Linked DNA regions of Mus musculus: region 2 is linked to region 1. A link is a contact called in public HiChIP or PLAC-seq data. All regions are on one chromosome and are shown on one strand. The core of a region is the stretch at or near the end of the contact, and the rest is flanking DNA. Distances in the headings are between cores, read along the strand shown. Region 1 holds the start of Slc24a3 (solute carrier family 24 (sodium/potassium/calcium exchanger), member 3). Region 2 overlaps Slc24a3 (solute carrier family 24 (sodium/potassium/calcium exchanger), member 3).

Evidence for each region. HiChIP or PLAC-seq counts read pairs in DNA pulled down with a chosen protein or histone mark.
Region 2: an H3K27ac HiChIP or PLAC-seq map of the HPC-7 cell line shows a contact between it and region 1, with 8 times the contacts expected there. The contact joins the enhancer-like site here to the promoter of Slc24a3 in region 1. A contact is called at or near these places in 8 of 39 promoter capture datasets (3T3-L1-derived adipocytes, the C10 cell line, hematopoietic stem and progenitor cells and 5 more), 2 of 15 datasets of contacts at CTCF or cohesin (CD8 T cells and liver), 48 of 484 Hi-C or Micro-C datasets (the Ba/F3 cell line, CD4 T cells, CD8 T cells and 30 more), 15 of 115 datasets of contacts at active chromatin or transcription factors (CD8 T cells, the HPC-7 cell line, Th17 cells and 11 more) and 4 of 9 other capture datasets (adipose tissue, liver, macrophages and 1 more).

Annotation. Positions count from the first base shown.
Region 1 is chr2:145,166,059-145,169,862 of GRCm38.p6, forward strand. Slc24a3 (solute carrier family 24 (sodium/potassium/calcium exchanger), member 3) reads left to right here and starts at 1,717. Exons shown (of 17, transcript NM_001356497.1): 1 at 1,717-2,139. The coding sequence starts at 2,001.
Region 2 is chr2:145,260,775-145,264,578 of GRCm38.p6, forward strand. All of the region lies in intron 2 of Slc24a3 (solute carrier family 24 (sodium/potassium/calcium exchanger), member 3), which reads left to right. Among named protein-coding and RNA genes, the nearest start is that of Gm52529, 26 kb to the right of the region's middle. Within about 2 kb of position 1,592, at least 3 of the 459 cell types and tissues checked have an H3K27ac peak or open chromatin away from gene starts, as enhancers often do. A contact at or near this core is called in the HPC-7 cell line, where this site is marked.

The DNA.
Region 1 (3,804 bases), core at 467-2,966:
TGTTCATTCCCCGACTCAGCATTTTCCAGATCCCCATCTCCCACCCACCTCCCTGCCTTCCACTAGAGACACTATATGAGTGTCTTTCCTAACAAGTCGAGATTACTCTGAATTCCTCAAGGGTCACCACTATCAAGAAGGCTTGATAGTGGTGACAGAATTGGAGAATTCTCCATGATGCTCCAATCTGGATGAACTTGAAGAGTTTGCGTTCCTCCTTTGTTACCTGGTGACCTAAGCAAAGACTCACCTAGCCATTGCAGGGAAGGTGCTCTGGATATGGGGCAGCCAACATAGGAGTGGGAGGGAATAAACACATGGAAAGCAAATTCTGCTCTTCAGCAGAAAACAAACCACCTGTGATCACTTTCCATGTCTCCAGATGTTGTCAGGGGACATCTGACACTATATGGGATGGAAGGTCACTCACAGTTGATCCTGTGGGTCCCTTGTGACCTGGGCAGGGAGAAGTCTCTATGGAGTTTCCCCACTTCCTCCCAACTCCCGAGGGCTAGATTGCTCAGGCCCAAGAGCCATCCAAACATATATCTGATTTCTAGGACCATCCTTTTGGAATAAGACTTAAGTTTAACCACCACTTGGAAACACATCTCTTCTTCCCTTCCTCTGGGGTCGTGTGTCTTCCATCCTGCAGGCAGGTACCTGGGATGAGGCTAGGGAAGTCCAAGCCCCTGGGAGTGAACCCCTGGGATCACTAGGTGCCCTTTTCAATGGTACTGCAGATAGGGGTGGGGATGTCAGCCTCTACATCTTTAATAGGCAGGGGCAGAAGAACTCGAATTAGGGAGTTGGGGCCTAGGGCTCTAATCTTGGGGGAGGGGTGGACTGATTGTCCTTGTAGAAGGCCAAGAGTCTCCCTCCTAGGGAACTTACTAGGGCCCCCTCAGGTTCAGCCACACACTGGACTTGCTTCAGCTCCTCAGAGAGCGAAATGTGAACCCTAGCCAGAGGGGGAAGCCAGGACAACCCTAATAAGCCAAACCCCCCCAGGAGGCCAGTTTCAGGACTTGAGCCTGGCTCACCGGGATCCCCACCAGGGGGCAGAGGGGAACCCCTGAGGCCAGCGGCAGGAGGCAGGACCAGTGGCTAGGAATTGGCCACCTAGCACACTCTAGACGCTCTAGCTTAAGGCAACGGATGGAAGAGGGCCAAGGAAATCCTTCTTTTCTCTGAAAGTTTCAGGCCAGTCCTCCTTGGTGGAGATCTGTCTATCCACATCCCGCCTAGCGGGCCTCCCCCACCGCACCGCCTCTTTCTCTGGGCACCAAAGGGTTGAAGGGCTGTGCACCGGGCTCCCTCCACAGCCCAGTCTCCTCCCTGCGCCCCCTCCCCGCGGTGCTGGCCAGCGACTCATAGCATCCCGGGCGCTGTCCCCCTCCCGTGCGCAGCCCCCCTGCCGCCGACCCACCGTGGGGTACGGGAAGCTGCGCTCACTCTAGCTGTTGGCGCGCTCCGGCCGCCGCTCGGCTCCGAGTCCCCCACCCACCCACCCCCGCGTGGACACTGGAGTGCGACCCCGAGCTGCACTCCCGCAGCCTGAGGTCAGGGCCTGCTTCGGGTGGCCAGCGGCCGGCCCTCCTCTCGCCGGTCCTTCCCCGCTCCTCCTCCACCGCCCCCGCCGCCCCCGCCTCCCGGCCGCCCCCGCCGCCGCCGCCCCAGGCCGAACGCGGGCGCGGAGCGTGGGAGCCATGGCGCGCGAGCAGGAGAGGGACCCCGAGCGCAGGGAGGCGGCGGTGCGGGCGAGCGGCGAGGAGGAGGAGGCGGCGGGGGAGGAGGGACTGAGCGATAGCGACGAGGGCGACGGCGTGGAGACCGGCAGCGGCCGGGAGGAGGGAAAGCAGGAGGCGGCGGCCGGGTGGGAACGCAGCGAGGACGCGCGGCTGCTGCGCGCAGGGCTGCCTCCTGCCGCCGTCCCCGCCGCGGCCGCCCGCGACCCGAGCGGACGCCGCCCGCCAGGGACGCCGCCCGGCTGTCCGAGGATGCCGCCGCCGGGCGACCAGGACTGCGCGCGCCGCCGCAGCCGCCGCCGGCGGAGGGACCTTCTGCTGAGCCAGCTTTGCTTCCTGGCCTCGGTGGCGCTGCTGCTCTGGTCGCTGTCGAGCCTGCGAGAGCAGAAGGGTGAGTGCTCGCCGCCTGCCCCGAGTGGGCGCTGCGGCTCCAGCAGTTCGGGCTCTCGGGGCTCGGTGCCCGGCGAGCTGCGCTGGGTCCAGCCACACCGAACAGGCACGGGGACACTCCGGTCTCTTGCGGGGCTAGGGAGGAAGGGGTCTGGGCTCTAGGACTGCAGCGGTGGAGGAGTGACCCCTTGGGCACCAAGAAGACCTTTTCCTCTTGCCTTCTGCCCCTTTCCCACAGCCTGGCTGGTAGTGGCGGCGGTGACAGGGAGGGACCCTTTCACTACCAAGGCTAGTAATAAAGTTGTTCTGACAGCAATCAGTACCTGTGCAGGTAACCAACCACCTGTACTCCTGGCTTACTGAGGGAATGCAGGGTAGGCTGACCAGCTCACAGCCGGTTCTCCACGTGTTCTCCACACAGAACAGGTGGGGTGGGCAGTGGAGAATGCTCCTTGCCATCTTTGCGATCCAAGAACAGGTGCTGGGAACTTACTTCCGTTAGGAGAAAGTGATAGCTACCAGTCAGGGTTTAGGAATGGGCATGCTCCCTTAAAGGGTTGCTCAGCAGGAACACATGGATTCATTTCTCAAGGCTGGCTTGCTTCCTTTCACCGACTTGATGCTGGGGGCGGACCACTCTATGCTGCCCACTTTTTCCTTGGTGCTTTGGCTGGTGGTGCATACACACGTGTACACACTTGTACACACACACACACACACACACACACACACGATAGTTTGGTTTTATCTTTGCCCTTGGCTTTTTTTGGAGCTAAAATAGACATTGGGGAGAAATGTGCTCAAAACAGTTGTCCATTGGAAACAATTTGGACTCTGGGGTGCAGCTGTGTAAGAAAAAGAAACAAAACAACCTCACAGAAAGGAAAGACTTGAAAGAATAACGGTCGTAAAATGATTTCTTATCCTGGCTTTTCGAATATCAGGGTTTGTGGGGAAGCAGACAAATAAATGATTGTGGGGTAAAACAGTTACAGCTATGTGCTGTACTGTTAAGATAGGCACAGTTCTAATACGTGGTGCTTTGAAGCACACAATAAAAGCATTTTGATAGCGATGGTGACATTTTAAAAGGTGCCATCAATCAAGAAAGGGTTTTCCCTCACCATGGCTGGTGTGGTGCCTCATGGTGAAACTCAGGGGTCATTCTGAACTTAGCAGATCTCTCTACGGACTTCATCATATATGGTAATAGGAGAGAAGCGGGCCTGGTCTTCAGCAAAACCCTTAGACTCCATGACTCTCTCTATTGCTTTTGAATCTCTGATTTTCTGGCCCTGGGTACTGACATGAGGGAGGTGGGCTGTACTATTTGAATGAAGTGAGACTTTTTTCCAAGGGAAGATTCAGACCTGCTAAGTAGTATGCACTGACTGTCCCGAAGAGGGTGAGTGGAAGCCAGCAGATAGTTTATGCTTCCGTTGGCAAGAGTTATTCCAAATCACTTGGTGGCCGTTTCTCTACAGGTTGGAGCCTGTGAGTAACAGGCTTCCCAGCACTTTGCAGGGCATAAAAGACATTTGTCCTGGATGTTGAATGTGATCCATAGGATTAAGTGGATCAATTGCAGGGGTTTCCGTTCCTGCTACCACCAGATGCTGGAATATCTGGGCTGATAAGGCATCACACACTGTGAACTTAGAATCTG
Region 2 (3,804 bases), core at 342-2,841, 95 kb after region 1:
CACCACTAGATATGGACAGCATTGTCACCAATCCTCTGACCTGGTAACTACTAGAAGAATACCCACTCCTGACTTCCTGCATACACAAAAACTTGAGAACTCCATTCACCAGGACATCTAGTACTTCATAGAAGTACAGATAGCTGTGAGGAACAGTATCTCCAAACTCCTTCAAGATGCAGCCATTGATGTCTTTAGTTAGCATCTATTTTGTTTCTCATTTAAACTGAATACAATGCCTTACTGAGCAAAAGCTTTTTAAAAAGATTTATTTATTTATTTATTTATTTTATGTATATGAGTACACTGTAGCTGTCTTCAGACACATCAGAAGAGGGCATCAGATCCCATTACAGATGGTTGTGAGCCCCCTTGTGGTTGCTGGGAATTGAACTCAGGACCTCTGGAAGAGCAATCAGTGCTCTTAACTGCTGAGCCATCTCTCTTGTCCTGAGCAGAGTTTTAAAATCAGTTATGACCAAAAGGGATCAATCATATCTTCCCTTATTTCTCTTTAAAATTCAGCACTTAAAAATAGCCAAGGTTTATAAGTTTCTCAGAAGGTGTCCTGTAACATTAACGATGCCTTTTACTTTCCCAAGGCATAGGATGGTTGGAATGTTCTTCAAACCACCTGACTCTGTTCCATTTCATTGAAAGACCTATGGGTAGCTTGTGTTCCTAAGCTGATGAGCTAAGCAAGATGTGGTGGTGCAGGCTTGTCATTCCACCTGCTCTGGAGGCAGAGTTCATGAGTTTGAGGCCAGCCTGGTCTCAAAAGTGAAATTTCCCGTATATCATGCTGACTCTTTTACTGGGAAGTTTGTCTTAAGATCTCTCTACAGGCACCCTGTCAAAACCTCCTCTCTAATTCTCTATTCATGACTTGGTAGGCCTTTTCATAAAGAAGTTCATTAGGATGGTGTAAGCTATGGCCCTCCACACTGTGAGCTCACTTCCTGTTACATGAGGTTGTCACAAGGAGGATGCTATCACCTGTGAGCCTGTTACATCATGTGTGGATAGTAATTGTTAGCCATTGCTAGGGTAGTCATTTCACTAGAGACCTGAATGAAGGGCGACCATCCTTCCCTGCCTTGACTGAATTGTGTCCTGCATTAATAAAGCTGTGGCAATTTTATTTTCCCATTCTTCTGGAATTTGGCTTCTTTGGGGTCTTTAAGGACACCATAGAGAGGACTAGTCCCCGCCCCTGGTACTGTAGGATTTTTTGGTAACATAGGAGACAGAAATCCCATTCATTCCCTAAGAACCTCTCTGCCATAGTTCTACTGGGCTCTACCATCCAGCTGCCCTCAATGGTCCAAGGAATTTCGTGTGCCCTGAAAGAGCTAAGAAAGGAGACAGTGAGGTTCCAAGATGTCCATTCTTGTGTTTTCTGTTCTTGAAAGAAAATGAGAGTGAAAATCCCTTAAAGTTAATGACAAAGCAATTTACAAGGGAGGAACTGTGTCAGGAAAAACTTGCCACCAAACAACAAATTGAGTGGAGCGTTTGGAGTAAGATGGGCTATGAGGGAAGGAAGTGATGGGAGTTTGTTGTGGGCATCCTAACTGTCTGGCTGAGTAGATAATTCACACACCACAAACAAACCTGGGCTGGAATGATTTGGCCCCATCTGTCTTTTAAGAGCTTATTTTTACCTCTTAATTTTTTTTTTAAAGCAAAGTGGTAGTTGTGCTTCTAAGTTTACTTCTAGTTGGCTGCCTGTAATTGTTTGTTCACATATGATGTATGTGGGTTGTTAGCAGCTTTCTGCTGAAGATCGATCAGGGGCTATCACATCCCTGGAGAAGCATAATCCCTTGGGCTCCATTGAGTTGGTAACTCTCAAAAGTCACATTTCTTTCTTCAGAATTGTGGTCTTTTCCCAGAGGTAGGTTTTCAGTTGTTTTCTTTTTTGCTTTCACCTTTACTTTTCTCTTTTCAGGGCTTCCTGGTGTTCTCAGTTTTTCTAGGAGAAATGAGAATATTACAGTCTAGCCATGTCCATGAGAACACTTGATTAAATGATAGTTTTTGTTAACTACTTCTGAAACTCTTACTTGTGTTAGTCAGTTTTCTGCTATTATGACAAAGTATCTGAGATAATCAGCTTATAAGAAAGTCAGGACTGGAGAGATTGCTCAGTGTTTAAGAGCACTGGCTGTCTTCCAGAGGACCTGAGTTCAATTCCCAGTAACCACATGGTGGCTCACAACCATCTCAGCACTCACTATGTGTGGGGCTGGTACATAAACCACTTAGAGAGTAAAGGGTTTGTGGAAAGTGGCGACACCTGTTAAAGACTGGGTGCAGTGCTAAATCTTGGGGTGCTGCTCTTCCAGGAACCCCATTCTTTGTCTTATTTTTTTCATTTTTTTATTCTTGTAAGAATTGTGTATATGAGTACTGTATTTACATCATTTTTACTCTTCCTCCCTACCCCTTCAACTCTTCCCACCCCCCTTGACTTGTTCTCAAATCTATAACCTCTTCAATTATTATTGTTTTACACACACACACACACACACACACACACACACAGAGAGAGAGAGAGAGAGAGAGAGAGAGAGAGAGAGAGAGAGAGAGATATCATCTATAGTGTCCATTTAGTGTTGCTCATGTGCAAATGTGTTTAGGAATGGCTATTTGAGGATGGATAGCCTACCTACCTGGGGATCCATTCCTGGAGAAAACGAATTGTCTGTCTTTTGGCAATCATTGTTTGCCTTTAGCTCTTCATCAATGGGTCTACTTTAGGTGACCATTCTGTTAAGATTTCAATGGGGGCAGCTTCCCTGTTATGTATAGAAGATATCTAGCAGAGGACATTCTGGTCCTTGGGCTCTTATACTGTTGTTTCTCCCCTTCTTCCATGATGTTACTTGAGTCTTGTGTATAGGCATTGCATTGCAGGTTCCAGTTGGGATTGGGTACTCCCTGTTCACTTGTTCTCTGCATTTTGACCAGTCAATGACCTCTTCAAATAGTCACTATCTGCTTCTAGAAGAAGCTTCTTTGATAAGGGGCAAGAGCTACACTTATATATGTGTATAAGGATAAATATTTAGTATACAGCTAGGAATTATTTGAGTTCTAGAAAATAACAGTAGTAGGTTCTTCTCTAGGTCCCATAGCCTATCCAACCAATGGTAGTTGCCTAGGTTTACAATAACAGGCATGAATTACATCCTAATGAGTAGGCTTTTAAGTCCAATCAGATACCCTTTGGTTCCCCACGAGATATAAATTCCACTACTGCACTAGTGGAAATATCTTGCAGGACCAGGCATTGTCATGATTCTTAGGCTTTACAGTGGGGTAGGGTATTGATTGATTTTCTCTGTTTGCAGTTTATCTATCACATTCAGATACATTGAAAGGCAGTCCTCAGGAAAGAGACTGATAAAATAGCTGGGAGCTCATTTCTTCCAAGACTTATATTTGTAGTCTTTAGCAATAGGATTTACTTTCAAGTTTTGGGAGACAACTGAGTACACTGGAAATAGCCTATATTGTTTTGGGGTCATTTGGACCCCTTTATGGTCCTTACTCTAGATAGATGTACTAATATAGCTTGAGTCTCACAGGACACTGCATAGCAGCTGTGCCCATGAGGTGTTTCCTGAGAACCCTTGACTGACCTTTCTTCTTACAGCTGAGGCTTCCAAGGACTAGAAGAAGTTTGAACCTCTGATGAAGGTGTTGGTTGAAATGAAGTGTAGGCCATAGTAAAGTCGAGGAGAAGAATTGAAAGAACATTTTGGCACGGAAACTACATTCATGTGACTAGATTTGGCA